2 separate regions of the Sus scrofa genome follow, and region 2 is linked to region 1. A link is a contact called in public Hi-C data. All regions are on one chromosome and are shown on one strand. Each heading gives the region's core, a stretch centred on a gene start, on an enhancer-like site or on the middle of the called end of the contact. The rest is flanking DNA. Distances are from core to core; before and after follow the strand shown. Region 1 holds the start of DOCK5 (dedicator of cytokinesis protein 5). Region 2 overlaps DOCK5 (dedicator of cytokinesis protein 5).

Region 1 (7,249 bases), core at 1,490-3,989:
GCTGGGTATATCTCTTGAGTCACAAGGATACAAAACCATAACCCTCTGAATCACTGGACCAAAGGATATGTAATAAAATGTAGGAATGGTGAGGAAGTAGCGTGAAGGTGTGAGGTCTGGTAAACACCAAACCTGAAGGAGACAGTGGGTGGGGATTCCAGCCCTGAGTGAAAGGCTGGATCGTGGGATGCAGAGGTGGGAGGGCACACTGAACAGGGGACAAGCACGGGGGAGCAAAGTCCTAAAGGAGGGACTCTCTCCATGGGATATTGCACAAGAGGGAGGAGAGAGGCGTCTGCGCCAGAGGGTTACTGAAAGCGGTTGGGAGACACAGTTCGTAAAAGTACGTTGAACTGGATTATCAGAACCTTGAAAACCGGGCTCAGTTTAGACTTTGCCCTGTAGGCCAAGGAAGAGGAGGTGATATGAACAACCATGTGTTTTAGGAATAAACAAAGGAGACTGAGCTCATCAGCTCATCCTCCTAACAGTGGGCCCTTTTGTCAAATTCAGATTAATCAGCATCTATTGTCTAGTGACAAATTTCCCAAGCTATATGCTGGGGCAATTTTGCCACCACCTATATGCCCTGGAAATGCAATTCACATCTCTTGACTGATGATATATAACAGGGTAACCTGACTCCAGAACAGGAAAAAACAATTTTTTAAGAGAAAATACTATAGTTGTTCCTATGACAACAATAAAACCCATATTTTTAGGCTATGTTTGCATTAACTACCAAAGTCATAATAGTTTTGTAAAGCTTATATCCTGTTAAAATTAGAATTGATCACTTTTTTGTAAGTGGTAAGTACTCATTAGGCAAATATATTTACTCATTGCTAAATATAATTTAATTTGGGATTTAGTTCCCAATAACACTCACAAATAAAGGAACTGACTCCATCTCACTTCCACAACTACTGGCTACTTACTAACTGGCATCTGATCAGGAGCCCCTGTCCGAAATCTCATGACCAAATCAGGAAGAGGTGATCTGGAGAAGAAACAACATCCACTCATTTCTGAGTTATACCCATAGAAGACTGCAAGAATTCTCTAAGAAATTTAAAGGAAAAAAATTTCTGCAGCAGAGGAAAAAGAGGTACTTATATGCACATTATTATATACACACATATCTGCTTATTTATAAAGGAACACAATCCAAAAGTAATACATATGAGAGGGTTAGTTGGTTTTTTGTAACTGACTCAGGGATACAGAGTTAAAAAGTACCTAGAGATGCTAGTATCTCTGAAACTGACACAGTGGTCACGAAGCATAGAATAGGTTTAGGGACCCCCTCCCCAGTAACCACTAAGGTGAGAAAAAAAAAAAATGGGGGCAGCATGGGAGAGGAGCAGACGACTAAATTACAAACAAGCCCAATGAATGACCTGGAGAGGAAGTGATAAAAGTCTCAACCCACACAACTGTGTTTATCCTAGGGAATCTCACCCAAGCCTAACGGCCATTGTAATCGCCCGGCTAAAGGCAGAGCTCTCTCCCACAAGACCTTAGCAACCTCATTCCTCGCTAACTAGTGGAAGGACCAAGGTTTTTCACCTGGTTCAAAACCCCGCCCAGCCGCTGTTTCGGATCGAAACTAACAGAAAAGCAATCAATCCTCTGCACGTCCCGGGGCCTTCCAGCACCGCTGTAATGAATGCCAAGTGCCTAGCCCGGGACCTGTCACAGTTTTCCTAAGGCTTCGTCTTATCCCACAGCGGAATCGGGAATCACAAGGCAGTTCTGAAACCCTCTCCACACACACTCTGGTAGGGGACGAGTATCTGCACAACCAGCCCCGGGGGCCAGCCACCCCCGTTCCCAAGCCACACACTTCCTGCCGTTTCCATCACCACCACACCACCCCTAGAGTTTCGCGTTCAGTTAACAACTGCTCTCAGGATCGGAGTGCCTGGGAGGAAGGAGAGGAGGGCGGCTGCCCACCCCCAGCACCTCACTTCGGGCTTCCGAGAGAACCTAAGAGGGAAGGCAGAAAGCACTGGGGCAGCCAGCAGATCTCGCGTTCTGCCGGCCTCCGCTGGTTACAAAGTACTGAATGAAACCACACGGCCCGGGAGGAGGGGGACGAGCACCAGAACTGGGTGCCCGGGTTTTGCACGTTTCTGCCCTGCAAAGTGCTGCAGCTTTGGGTTCGGGGGACAGGACTGCCAGTTCCGGAGCACGATTGCCTTTTAACCATACGGATCCCCCAAAGCCAGCATGAATTCCCACACGGGGCTCCCGGGGAGGGTTCCGACTCCCACCGCCCCCGGGGTGGCTGCAGCCGGAGCAGAGCCCTCCCCGCGCCCCCGCGGGCAGCGGGAGCCGGATCCCGGTCCCGGGAAGGCGCGCACCTTCTGGCCCGGCGTCCGCCGCCCAACTTTTCGCCGGGCAGGGCCGCTCGCGCTAACTTGGCGGCGGCCGGGTCGGGGGCAGGGTGGGGCAAACACTCACCAACCCCGTACTTCTGCCTCTTGGTCGGGATCCAACGGGCCATGGCGGCGACCTCGCCCCGCGGCGGCTGCTGCGGCTACGGCGGCTACAACTCCCGGGGCTCCGGACGCCGCCGCGCCGCGCTCCTGCGCGCCCCAGGCTCTTCCGCCATGTTCCGGCAAACTTCGCCCGGCCCCGCGCGCCGTCTCCCCGCCGCGCCGCCGGCTATCCGCTCCGGCTCCAGCCCCGGCCCGCGGTCACCTGCTGGGCCAGGCGGCCGCGCCGCCGTGCGCGTCCCTCCCGGCGCCGCCCCGGCCCCTCCCGCCGGCCGCGCCCTCCTCCCGCCGAGGCCGCCTCCGCGCCCCGACCCGCCGGCTCCCGGCCTCTCCCGCCCGCCCCGGGCTCCGCGCTCTCCCGGGCCGGGGCCGGCTCCGCCTAGCGCACTTCCCGGGAGCAGTTTCCCAGCACAGCCTGGGGTCCAGTTTTTTCCTTTCTGTGTTTTGCTTTTTCACTCCCGCCTTCCCCACCCGGACTAAGCCCGGGAGGCTGGATCCCGGGGGGCGGGTTCCCCGCCGCGGGCGTCGGGAGGGCTGCGCTGGAGGCTCTCCCAAGGAGTGTGGGGTCCGCTCCCCCCGCACGCCTGAGCATCTAGGGGACCTAGGATGAGTTAATAGGAACTAGGATCTAGGATGAGTTGCTTCTCGCCCTCGGGGCACCGACGGTGCCCGGTACTCAGCGGGAGCGCAGTAAATATTTGTTGAATGAATGAGCAGTTGACTGCTGCGTTCACCTCCTAGAGCTTTCCCTGACACCACGAGAGCAGGAAGCCGGACTCCAGAGCAGACATGATCTCCTGGGGCCACCGTTTATTGCCTTCAAAGCCGGAACATTTGCCTTCTGGTAAATAGAGAACTGATGCAAGGGAGCCGGACTCCTTCGTATCAAGTAGTTTCCTAGGGGTGCCTCTGTGGGAAAAATTAGTTAGAAAGCCCCGACTTGGAAATCCTGTGCCCCGGAAACACCGAGACTCCTCCCCAGCTGAAGATATTGAGACCCAGCTGAAGAAATTCAGACCCTCATGCTCAAGGCAACAGTCCGCCCCAAGACTTCACTTTTCCAACAGCCCAGCTGTTGAGCATCCCTGAGGAGAGGAGGATCAGGCACGTGCATTCACTGGCTGTATTGTTTGGACAAAGAGGCAAATGCAGGGACTGTTCATCTGACCTGCCCTTAACTCCTTTTGTATCCTCTGAAACTTCTGGAACTCACTTCCTCCTGTGGACCTCGAGAATGAAGAAGATAGGCTCTGAATCCAGGTGGAGGTGGGGCGCTTGCTACCTGGCCCAGAGAAGTAAAATCTCAGAGTAACTGACCAGCTGATTTAAGTTCACCATCTGAGAACATGCCTCTTGAAATAAATTGTTTGGTTCTTGCAGTCTGTGAAGGTTTTCTTGCCTATCTGGAACATGAAAGGAAACGAAATGAAATAAACATGTAGTTGAACAGTGAAATATCATTGAAGACTTAGTGCATTTTACCTTTGGTCACTTCTCGCAAAGTCAGTTCTGAATTTTTTTTAAAGGTCTTGTTCATGGTGCGTCATTCCTAGGGCTTCCTTTCTTCTCCATCAACAAATAGGTATTTATTCATCAAGTGTAATGATGGTTTAAGAAACTGGTCCCTGTAGACTTAAGGGTTTGGGATTGGGTATGCACACAGGGGTATATGGTGTGATTGGCCAATAGCAAACTGCTATATACACAGAGAGCTCTACTCAATATTCTCCGATATCTATATGGGAAAAGAATCTGAAAAACAAATGGATGGGTTGTATAGGTAGAACTGAATCACTTTGTTGTACGCCCAAATTATCATAACATTGTAAATCAACTATACTTCAATAAAACTAAAAAAAAAAAAAAGTTCACTCCAAAGGCTTCCTTTTTCCTCTGTCAACAAATAGGGTATTTATTCACCAAATGTAATAATAATTTGAGAAATCTGTTCCTTTAGGAGTTCCCATTCTGGCTTAGCAGTAAAGACAGAACACTGTCTCTGTGAGGATGCGGGTTCCATCCCTGGCCTCACTCAGTGGGTTAAGGATCTGGCATTAAGGTGGCTGTGGCATAGGCCACAGCTGCAGCTCCAATTAGACCCCTGGGCTGGCAACTTCCATATGCCACACCCTTTAGACCTAATATTGAGAAGGAATTCTACCATCTGCCATCCCCTCAAAAATTTATCTTCCTCTGCCGATGACCTCATGATTAACCTAACTTTCCAGGTTAGGTAATTTCTTCTTTCCACAAATATTTAAGTGCCTACTAGGTATCAGGCATTGCTCTAAGAATGCAGGCACAGCAGGGTATAAAGTAAAATCCCCACCTTCATAGAGCTTGGAGTCTAGAGAGGAGAGTAGGACAATAAACAAATTATGCCAAATGAGGCTTAGCCTGTAGAGGAAAATCCAAAGTAAGGATCAGATGTGTGGAGGGTGTTGCAGTTTTATTTCTTTTTTTTTTTTTTCTCTTTTTGCATTTTCTAGGGCCACGCTTGCGGCATATGGAGGTTCCTAGGCTAGTGGTCTAACTGGAGCCACAGCAACGCCAGATCTGAGCCGCATCCTCGACCTACAACACAGCTCACAGCAACGCTGGATCCTTAATCCACTGAGCAAGGCCAGGGATCAAACCTGCAACCTCATCGTGCCTAGTCGGATTCATTAACCACTGAGCCACGACATGAACTCCGGTGTTGCAGTTTTATATCAAGTGATCTGGGAAGGAATCTCTTAAAAAGTGACACTGAAATATAGATATGGGAGTTCCTGTCGTGGCTCAGTGGTAATGAACCCAACTAGCATCCATGAGGACCCGAGTTTGATCCCTGGCCTCTCTCAGTAGGTTAAGGAGCTGGCATTGCCATGAGCTGTGGTGTAGGTTGCATACGCAGCTTGGATCTTGAGTTGCTGTGGCTGTGGCTGTGGCCAGTAGCTGTAGCTCAATTTGATCCCTAGCCTGGAAACTTCCATGTGCCTTGAGTACAGCCCTAAAAAGAAAAAGAAGGAAAAGAAAGAAAGGAAGGAAGGAAGAAAGAAAAAGAAAGAAAGAAAGATAGATCTGAAGCAAGTGAGGATTTCAGAGGAAAGTATTCTGGACACCAGGAACAGCAAACACAAAAGCTGAAAGGCGTGTTTGGCAAGTTCCAAAAGCAGCAAGGATGCTGGATGGTGAAAGGCATGAGCAAGGGGCAGAGTATGGGGGGGAAACCTGTTCCAAGAGGCACAGTGTGAGCCAATAAAACAGGACCATGAAAGGCACAGTGAGGACTTTATAAATTGCTAAGAGGAAAGTTGGGAGAATTTTGACCCAGTCAAGGACATGAACTAATTTGCCTGCTGTGCAATGAAAAGATTGTAAAGACACAAGGGCAGGCATAGGAAGATGAGAGTTGGAAGGCGATTTCAGTAGTTCAGGCAGGAAAGAACGTTCGCAGGTCCAGGATGGTAGGTGTTGAGGTGGAAAAGAGGTTCTTGATATATCCTGAAAGTCGAAAACAACTAGATGCCAGTGTGAACAGAAAGGAATTTACTAAGGCTTCTGGACCCCTTGGTGTACTTTCATCAGCATCAGTTTGATGGACAGATAAATCTATCTAGCTCAGCTATGGTTTTTTTTGCCTTTTATTTTATTTTTTTCTTCTTTAACGGCTGCACCTGTACCAAATGGCATTCTGGGGCCAGGGATTGAATCTGAGCCGCAGCTGCAACCTATGCCACAGCAGCAGCAAGGCCAGATTCTTTAACTCACTGTGCCAGGCCAGGCATCAAACTTGCTTGCCTCTGCAGTGGCCTGAACTGTACCACAGCAGGAACTCCTATGCTTGTAATTTTTTTTTTTTAAAGAGCCTCACTGTATAGGCTTCAGGCCCCAAAATGTCTGGGTCTTGCCCCCGAGTGTAAGACATAAGATGGGTCAAGGATAACTCTAAGGTTTGGGACTTGAAGAACTGTTCCCAAACCAAACTTGGGTGCCCTGGCCCACACACAGTAAAGCCAATCTACTGACACAGGGTTGTGGTGAAAAGAAGGGCAGCATTTATTGCAGGGCACCAAGCAAGGGGTTGGGGACACCTAGTGCTCAGAACACCCCAACTCCGCTGTAGATTTTCGGCAAAGCATTTTTAAAGGCCAAGAAAAGGAGGGGCGTCCCAGATCAGTGAGCAGCTGATTGGCTGATAGGGAGGTAACAGGGTGGTGTCACAGGGGTTAATATTCTCAATCCTTAGGCTCCAGGAGGGCTGCGGCTAAGTGCTCATGGTCATCAAGTAGTTAAGTTCTCCCATTTATGAGGGGTTGAGCATCCTTAAAACAACTCAGGAAATGCACCTCGGGTTCTTCAGAGAGGAGCTAAAGAAAATGGCCTGGGCGGAGGGGTCTGTCCTGAGAAGCCCCATTTCACGACTACTAAATAGCATTGCCATTTTCTTTTTTCTTCTTCTTTTTTTTTTTTTTTTTTTTTTTTGGCCTCACCCACAGCATGTGAACGTTCTCCGGCTGGGGATTGAACCTGCACCATAACAGCAACTCAAGCATCTACAGTGACGACACCAGGTCCTTAACCTGCTGCACTGCTAGAGAACTTGCCATTTTCTTGATCATCTGTGACAGCTCGTCTTCACCCTTTACGTCCAAGTTATTCTGTCCTGAAGTTTTCCTTTGATGTTGCCTTAAGACTCACTTCGCACCTTCCTCAGCTCTTCCATATGGAGTTCGGAGCTTAAGTATTTTGCACTGTGGAATGGC
Region 2 (6,938 bases), core at 2,164-4,663, 68 kb before region 1:
AGGCAAGAAAAAAAAAATGAAGTTCTCATGTGCTTGTAAGACTCCTCTGCGGCACCTAAGTTTTACAGGTAGCGTGTTTTCTGCTCCTACGACACTCTGTTGAATGATTTACCTCTGTAGGTTGAATAAATGGGCCACTCTAGCAGACAGTATTTATAATGCCAGGCCCAAGCTTCCTTACATGCTTTTAAAGATCATAAATTACTCATCTTACCATGAGCAAACAGAGGCATATATTCAACCATCTCTTTCCAGGTATAAGCCCAAAGAGAAGTATCTCATTCCTATTGGCTCTCAATCAATTTTGAACTTTCCTCTAGGCCTCTTTCTTTACACTAATCCCTGAGTCTTACCCAGCCCCACGATGGTGTCACATGCTATGTTTTGCGATGAGGGGGAGACACCAAAGGCATTTTTGATAAAAGTTACACACCACATGATGTGACTGGCCAACACTCAGAGGTGGGAAGACAGTCGTGAGTGGGCAGGTGCGTGCGTGGGATGGAAGGAGTCTGCTCCCTACATTGCCGCCTTCTTGAGCCTCGATCCTACCAAGATCCCTTGGAGACCAAGACCCGTCCACAAGAACATTCCTCCAGAGCATCCCTAAGACATCTTTGCTCTCAGGCTGAGCCTGCCTCCCTCAGCACACGGGTAGCTGCCCAGATGGGCCAACGCCCAAGTGCCAGTTCATGACAAAGTTACTGAAGGAAGGCTCCATTCAGAAAAGGGTTCTGACCCTGATCCTAGAAGGTCTTACACTCACCTATAGGCAAATAACACACATTTTATGATATTATTTCATTTTTTTTCTTTTTACAGCCACACCTATGGTACATGGAAGTTCCCAGGACAGGGGTCTAATCAGAGCTGCAGTTACGGGCCTATGCCACAGCCACTGCAACACAGGATCTGAGCCATACCTGCCACCTACACCAACACCAGAGCCTTAACCCACTGAGCAAGGCCAGGGATCAGACGTGTATCCTCACAGACACAACGTCGAGTTTTTAACGTCCTGCGCCACAATGCAACTCCAAATGACACAAATTTTAAAGATGGAATTTTAAAGGCACACGTGTATGTTTCTCAAAAGGAAAACCAGAGGGAGGTATGCTCTTTTTGATAAATTTAAACCCAAGGTGAGACTTTTCACCAGCTCTACTTTTTAATTAGTTTTTCTTATAAACACACTCCTGCTGCCACACACACTAATGAAAAACACATCTCAGGAACATGGGTCCCCAGGAGCAGCAGCTGACCAGCTGTCCCAAAGGTGAAGGTCAAGCAGATGTGGGAAGTGACCTGCACACTCACCAAAATGCCACAGACCCCAATCTGCTGTCAAGGCTAGAGCCAAAACGTTCGCACGCAATCCTTGTCATAAAATCCAGGCTATCGGGCTCACTGCCATTTACCTTTGAGAAAAGCAGTTGTTTTTCCAATCAAAACATGGTTCAGACTATGGATTCTGAATGACAATCAGCTTTCAATTATCTTGATTAATGGGGTCACAAAAGTAAACAGAAGGTACAAGTACATCAGATGCCTTATTTCAGCTTACACCCGGTAAACCTCTACACAGGCTGTTAAGAACCGATTTTTTAAAAATCAGTTTTGATTTTTGTCTCTCACTTGTCTTAATGTCACTGGCATGGCTGACCACACAGAGAAGGAAGTGAACAGAAAAGAGGAACAGGAGTTCCCATCATGGCGCAGCGGTTAACGAATCCAACTAGGAAACATGAGGTTGCGGGTTCGATCCCTGCCCCTGCTCAGTGGGTTAACGATCCGGCGTTGCCGTGAGCTGTGGTGTAGGTTGCAGACGCGGCTCGGATCCCGCGTTGCCGTGGCTCTGGCGTAGGCTGGCGTCTACAGTTCTGATTAGACCCCTAGCCTGGGAACCTCCATATGCTGCAGGAGCACCCCAAGAAATGGCAAAAAGACGAAAAAGAAAAGAGGAACAATATAGGGACCATAAGGCTACCAGGTTGACTCACTGTTGCACAGGACAGTAGGAGGGGACAATCCAAGTTCCGACTCAGACGTCCTGAAAGGGTTTGATAGACCTTCCAGTAATCTATGGTCCAACAGAGGGTTCTATTTTTTTTAATTTTTTATTAAGGTGTAGTGGTGTACAATGTTGCATCAATTTCTGCTGTACAGCAAAGTGATTGTCATACATATACATTCTTTTTCTCATATTACCTTCCATCATATTCTATCACAGGAGATTGGATTCAGTCCCCTGTGCTACACAGCAGGACCTTGTTTATCCATTCTATATGTAATAGTCTGTATCTACTACCCCCAAACTCCCAGTCCATCTCACTCCCTCCCCCTCCCCCTCGGCAACCACAAGTCTGTTCTTCACGTCTATTTGAGACTATTTCTGTTCTAGAGATAGGTTCACTTGTGCCATACTTTAGATTCCACATATAAGTGATATCATATGGTATATGTCTTTCAATCAAGGGCTCTTAATACCACATCTCCGAAAGATGCTTATTGGGAAAAAAGCATCACCTTCTTGGAAGAAAAAAAAAAAAAATCTTCAAATGCACTCTCTTCTTTTTTTATGTGAGAAAGTTTTTTTCAGCTATGGAGCTAACACTCAGTCAGATAACTTTACCTATCCATCATAATACTGCCCTCTACCCTCTATGCTTACTCAAAAAAGCCTGCTTTATAAAGATGAGACTCAACACTGGGAACTATACCTAGTCATTTAAGATGGAGCATGATAATGTGAGAAAACAAATGTATACATGTATGTGTGACTGGTTGCCTTGCGGTACAGTAGAAAATTGACAGAACACTATAAACCAGCTGTAATGGAATAAATAAAAATCATTTTTTTTTTAAATATGAGACTCAAAACCATGCACAGCCCAAGTCGTAATCTATTTTTATTCCTGTGCATATCCTAAGGGAGTGGATTACTTGATTAAAGTGCATTTCCAAACTGGTCTCCTCCTACACAGAAGGAATAACATGCGTATACTGGGGACCTTCTATAAATACACAGATTGCTTCTTTTTATTTCAACTTTTCAGGACTGCCCACTTCCTCTGGTTCCAATCCATTCGTCTGCACTCTCCTCTGGGTCTTTACAAATTACAGAGAAATAATAGAAAACTTTTCACTGTGTCTGCCGCTGTAGAGCTTGGAATGCCTTTGAGACATTATCTCATTTTGTTATTTCCAACAGGGGCTAAGTGTGTTATGCTTACCCCCAGAACTCACTTGTTAACATCGGCCACCCTCTCTTGAGCTTGTGAGTGGTTACTGGAGCTGAAAACAAGTAACCAGTGGATAGGAAGCAAATGCAGGAAACCAGTACCCATCAGCGGAACAAGAGACCCTGAGCATGAAACCACTTGCGAGTCTGTCTGGTTCATCACAGGTGAGGAGAACTTCATGGCACCAGAGAGGCTAAAAGCTTACCTTTGAAGTCACTTTGATTTAATCACTTTCAGTGCAAAGAATGATGTGGTTTTAGATGAAATAACCAAGACACAGAGAGAGTTCAGATGCCTTGCCCAGGGACTGAAAACCTAGATGAGACAGGGACAAAACCATCCCATCTCAAGTGGGGCTTCTCCTTTCCCTCTTTATCACCCTCACCTCCCTGTGGTCCATGTAACACCATCTTTTTCTCCCCACAGCACTTACATGCATCAGAATGCTTTTTTGTTTGCTTGTTTCATCTGTCCCTTGAATGAAAACTCTTTGAGAGCAGGAACCTTGCCATTTTGTCACTCAGCTGCTCCCAGTGCCTAGAACCTCTCTTGTGCAAAATAAATGTACTTAAGAGCATAATACTTGCTCAGAGAGTCCTGCTGAATGACTACATAACCACAACTGGAACCTCCCCCTTAGCATCAGTGCTTTTTCAGTCATGCCCATGTTTCTGGGGTGGTAAAGAACACTCAGCTGGAGAACAGCTGTCTCACTGCCAAATCTTTTGTCTGGTTAAAGAAGCAAAGACATGACAGTGATCACAGGTGGGCCAGTGCCAAAGAGGCAAGGATGCTCATTTTGGTCCTTGAGGATTTCTGTTCCCTGAAAAAGTTTCCAAAGGCAAAATTCTTGAAGGGGGTCTATAAAAGATGAGCAGAATATAGATTCTCAGTCAATTCCATTCCCTTCCCTTATTTTTAGTACTTAATGATATTTAGTTCCTTACAGAAAGGAACTCTGATAAGAAATGAGGGATGGAAATTCTCTCGTGGACCGTGGTAGCCTGTTTGGAAGCCAAAGCCCAAGCAATCAATCAGTCTGGCAGTTCCCCAAAGGCTAAACACAAAGAAACCATATGATCCAACAATTCCACTCCAAGAGATACACCCAAGAGAAGTGGAAACACATATAGACACACACAAAAAAAGTTCATGGTGGCAGCATTATTCTTAATAGCTGAGAAGTATAAACAACCCAAATATCCATCAACTGATGAATGGATAAATAAAATGTGCTATATGCCTACAATGAATATTATTTAGCGATAAAAAGATATGACATACTGATACATGCTATCACATGGGTAAGCCCCCAAAAGATTAAGAAGCCAGTCACAAAGGACCACACTTTGTATGATTATACTTATGTGAAATGTCTAGAATAGGCAAACCTGTAGGGATAGAAATTAGGCTGGTGGTTGCCTGGAACAGGATGGGGGGTGGGGAGCTCATAACCACTGATGAGTAGAGGGTTTCTTTGGGGGATCATGAAAATGTTCTGAAAGTAGACAGTGATGGTGGTTGCCCAGCTCTGTGAAGCGCATACTTTGTGAATAACCAGGGAATTTTATACTTTACATGGGTCAACTGTATAGTATTTGAAATCTATCTCAATAAAGCTGTTACTTCTAAAAAGAGGCTCATGGGATAACCAAATTCTTCTGCAGTCTGCATGGGGAAGGGAAAGGCTGGTGTCTCCTGGAAGGAGAAAAGCAGCTGTGCCTGGTACTATCTGGGGCTTTAGGTGGTTGACCCCCACGTCCCCTTACTCTCCACACTAGCTTGCCTTGCTGCTGTAGGCTTGCTTGGGTCTCCTCTTTATCTTCACTCATTGCACAGACTTGCTGAGCCCCTGGTCCAGCCTGGGAGCTATGCTAGGCATGGGCCCTGCAGGGCAAAGAGGAGCAGGTGAGGTGAAGCTCCTTGCCTTCAAGAAGCTACCACCTCCATAATCCTTCATGCAACCACCGGGCAGGAAAAAGCAAGAGGAAAGCCCTAAGTTGTAGTCTCTCGGGTTTGTGGGCAAGTCTGGATTCCAGGAAGGTGGACTTGTCCATACCAGAAAAGCCCACAGAGGTCTGGTCTGCAAATATGTCAAAGGAAGGATGAGGCAGGGTATTGTAGGGGCGGGGGTGGGGTGGGGTGGTTGCTGGAGTCAGTGCCCATAGGAAGCTGAAAGACACAACTGCCCAGAGGCATGAAACGCTGCCAGCACCGCCCTTAAATTCCATCGGGCAGTCCTGTGGGTGTTTCCATTTTGTTTATTTATTGATGTATTTATTTTTAAAGGATAGAGGAGACTGGGGTGGGGGGACCTAGAACACAAGCTCTTATTCAGCATTCCTATTCCTATCACGTTTAATGTTTGCAAAGCACTCCAGCCCTCCCTTCATTCTGGGCTGTCTGGAATTTGAGGACCCAACCTCAAAGTACTTAGCAGATAGAAACTATCAATGCATCTGGCAAGGCACTCGCTATTAAAAAAAAAAAAAATTAATTAATCCCATAAAATAAACACTATTTTAAAACTTAAGCTGGTATAAAAATCTCTATAAAGCTGACGTGCCACTCACGTAGTTAATGAGCTGAATAAGCCCATATTCTAAATCTCCCCGTTCACACCTTGACACATGTCCTCTTTTGCAGAACAGGCACTAACATCCTTTTCTGAGGTGGAAGAATTCTATGGCTGGCACTCCAAGTATGTTATGGAAACAATTAAGAAGACAATCAGGAGTTCCCGTCGTGGCGCAGTGGTTAACGAATCCGACTAGGAACCATGAGGTTGCGGGTTGGTCCTGCCCTGTTCAGTGGGTAACGATCGGCGTGGAGCTGTGGTGTAGGTGCAGACGCGGTCGGATCCGCGTTGCTGTGGCTCTGGTGTAGGCCGGTGGCTACAGCTCCGATTCAACCCTAGCCTGGAACCTCCATATGCCGCGGAGCGGCCCAAGAAATAGCAACAACAACAAAAAAACAAACAAACAAACAAACAAACAAAAAAAAAGACAATCAGCCTCTTGCCCTCAGACCTACAGCACCTGGATCATCGCAGTCCAGATGCAGCAGTGATAAAGGAACGGTTCTTGCTAGGACCATCTAACAACTGGGTCAGCGTACCGCTGCATGTGCTACAAAACATTAGGTGCATGGCCGCAAGCTCTGAATCAGTATAGGAAATAGATGTGTTTGTGTGTTTATATTTACATTCAGCCAAGCTCAGTGACCCCCTTAGCTTGGTCCGTAACAATGCACTTTTAGGAATACTCATTGGTCAACTGGGAGCTTGCTCAGTACAGGATAAATAATAGGTACACTAAAAATGACCACTAATATGAACCCTATGAAGACAAAGTGCCTCAACTATTTCAAGAAACATATTGGGATCACAAAAAAATGAAAAAGGAATTTTGAAAATGTATGTAAAAGGTATCAACTACTTGATTTCCAATCAACTCTCTGCTCTCCCTCTCACACTCTGCAGGTAAACTGGAAAAGCATGGCCATACAACACACGCGCGTGCACACACACACACACACACACACACACACTCTCTCCGAGCTAACATGGGAAGTGAAGAACTATCAGGTCTAGATCTGAAAAAGACCAAACTCAGAAAGATAAGTCCAGCATTGGGGCCTGCTTTCCTCCTGGGGCATCTACTGAATTAAGATTCCCAAGTGGCTGAGCAGCATTTC

What was found. Hi-C and Micro-C count contacts between places; a contact is called where the count stands out from the background.
Region 2: a contact with region 1 is called in a Hi-C map of blood, with 2.4 times the contacts expected there. The contact joins the enhancer-like site here to the promoter of DOCK5 in region 1. A contact is called at or near these places in 5 of 47 Hi-C or Micro-C datasets (blood, embryonic fibroblasts, epiblast stem cells and 2 more).

What each region holds. Positions count from the first base shown.
Region 1 is chr14:9,192,770-9,200,018 of Sscrofa11.1, reverse strand. DOCK5 (dedicator of cytokinesis protein 5) reads right to left here and starts at 2,739. Exons shown (of 52, transcript XM_021073736.1): 1 at 2,467-2,739. The coding sequence starts at 2,509.
Region 2 is chr14:9,261,901-9,268,838 of Sscrofa11.1, reverse strand. The region is part of intron 2 of DOCK5 (dedicator of cytokinesis protein 5); the gene reads right to left. Among named protein-coding and RNA genes, the nearest start is that of DOCK5, 68 kb to the right of the region's middle. Within about 2 kb of position 3,413, at least 2 of the 83 cell types and tissues checked have an H3K27ac peak or open chromatin away from gene starts, as enhancers often do.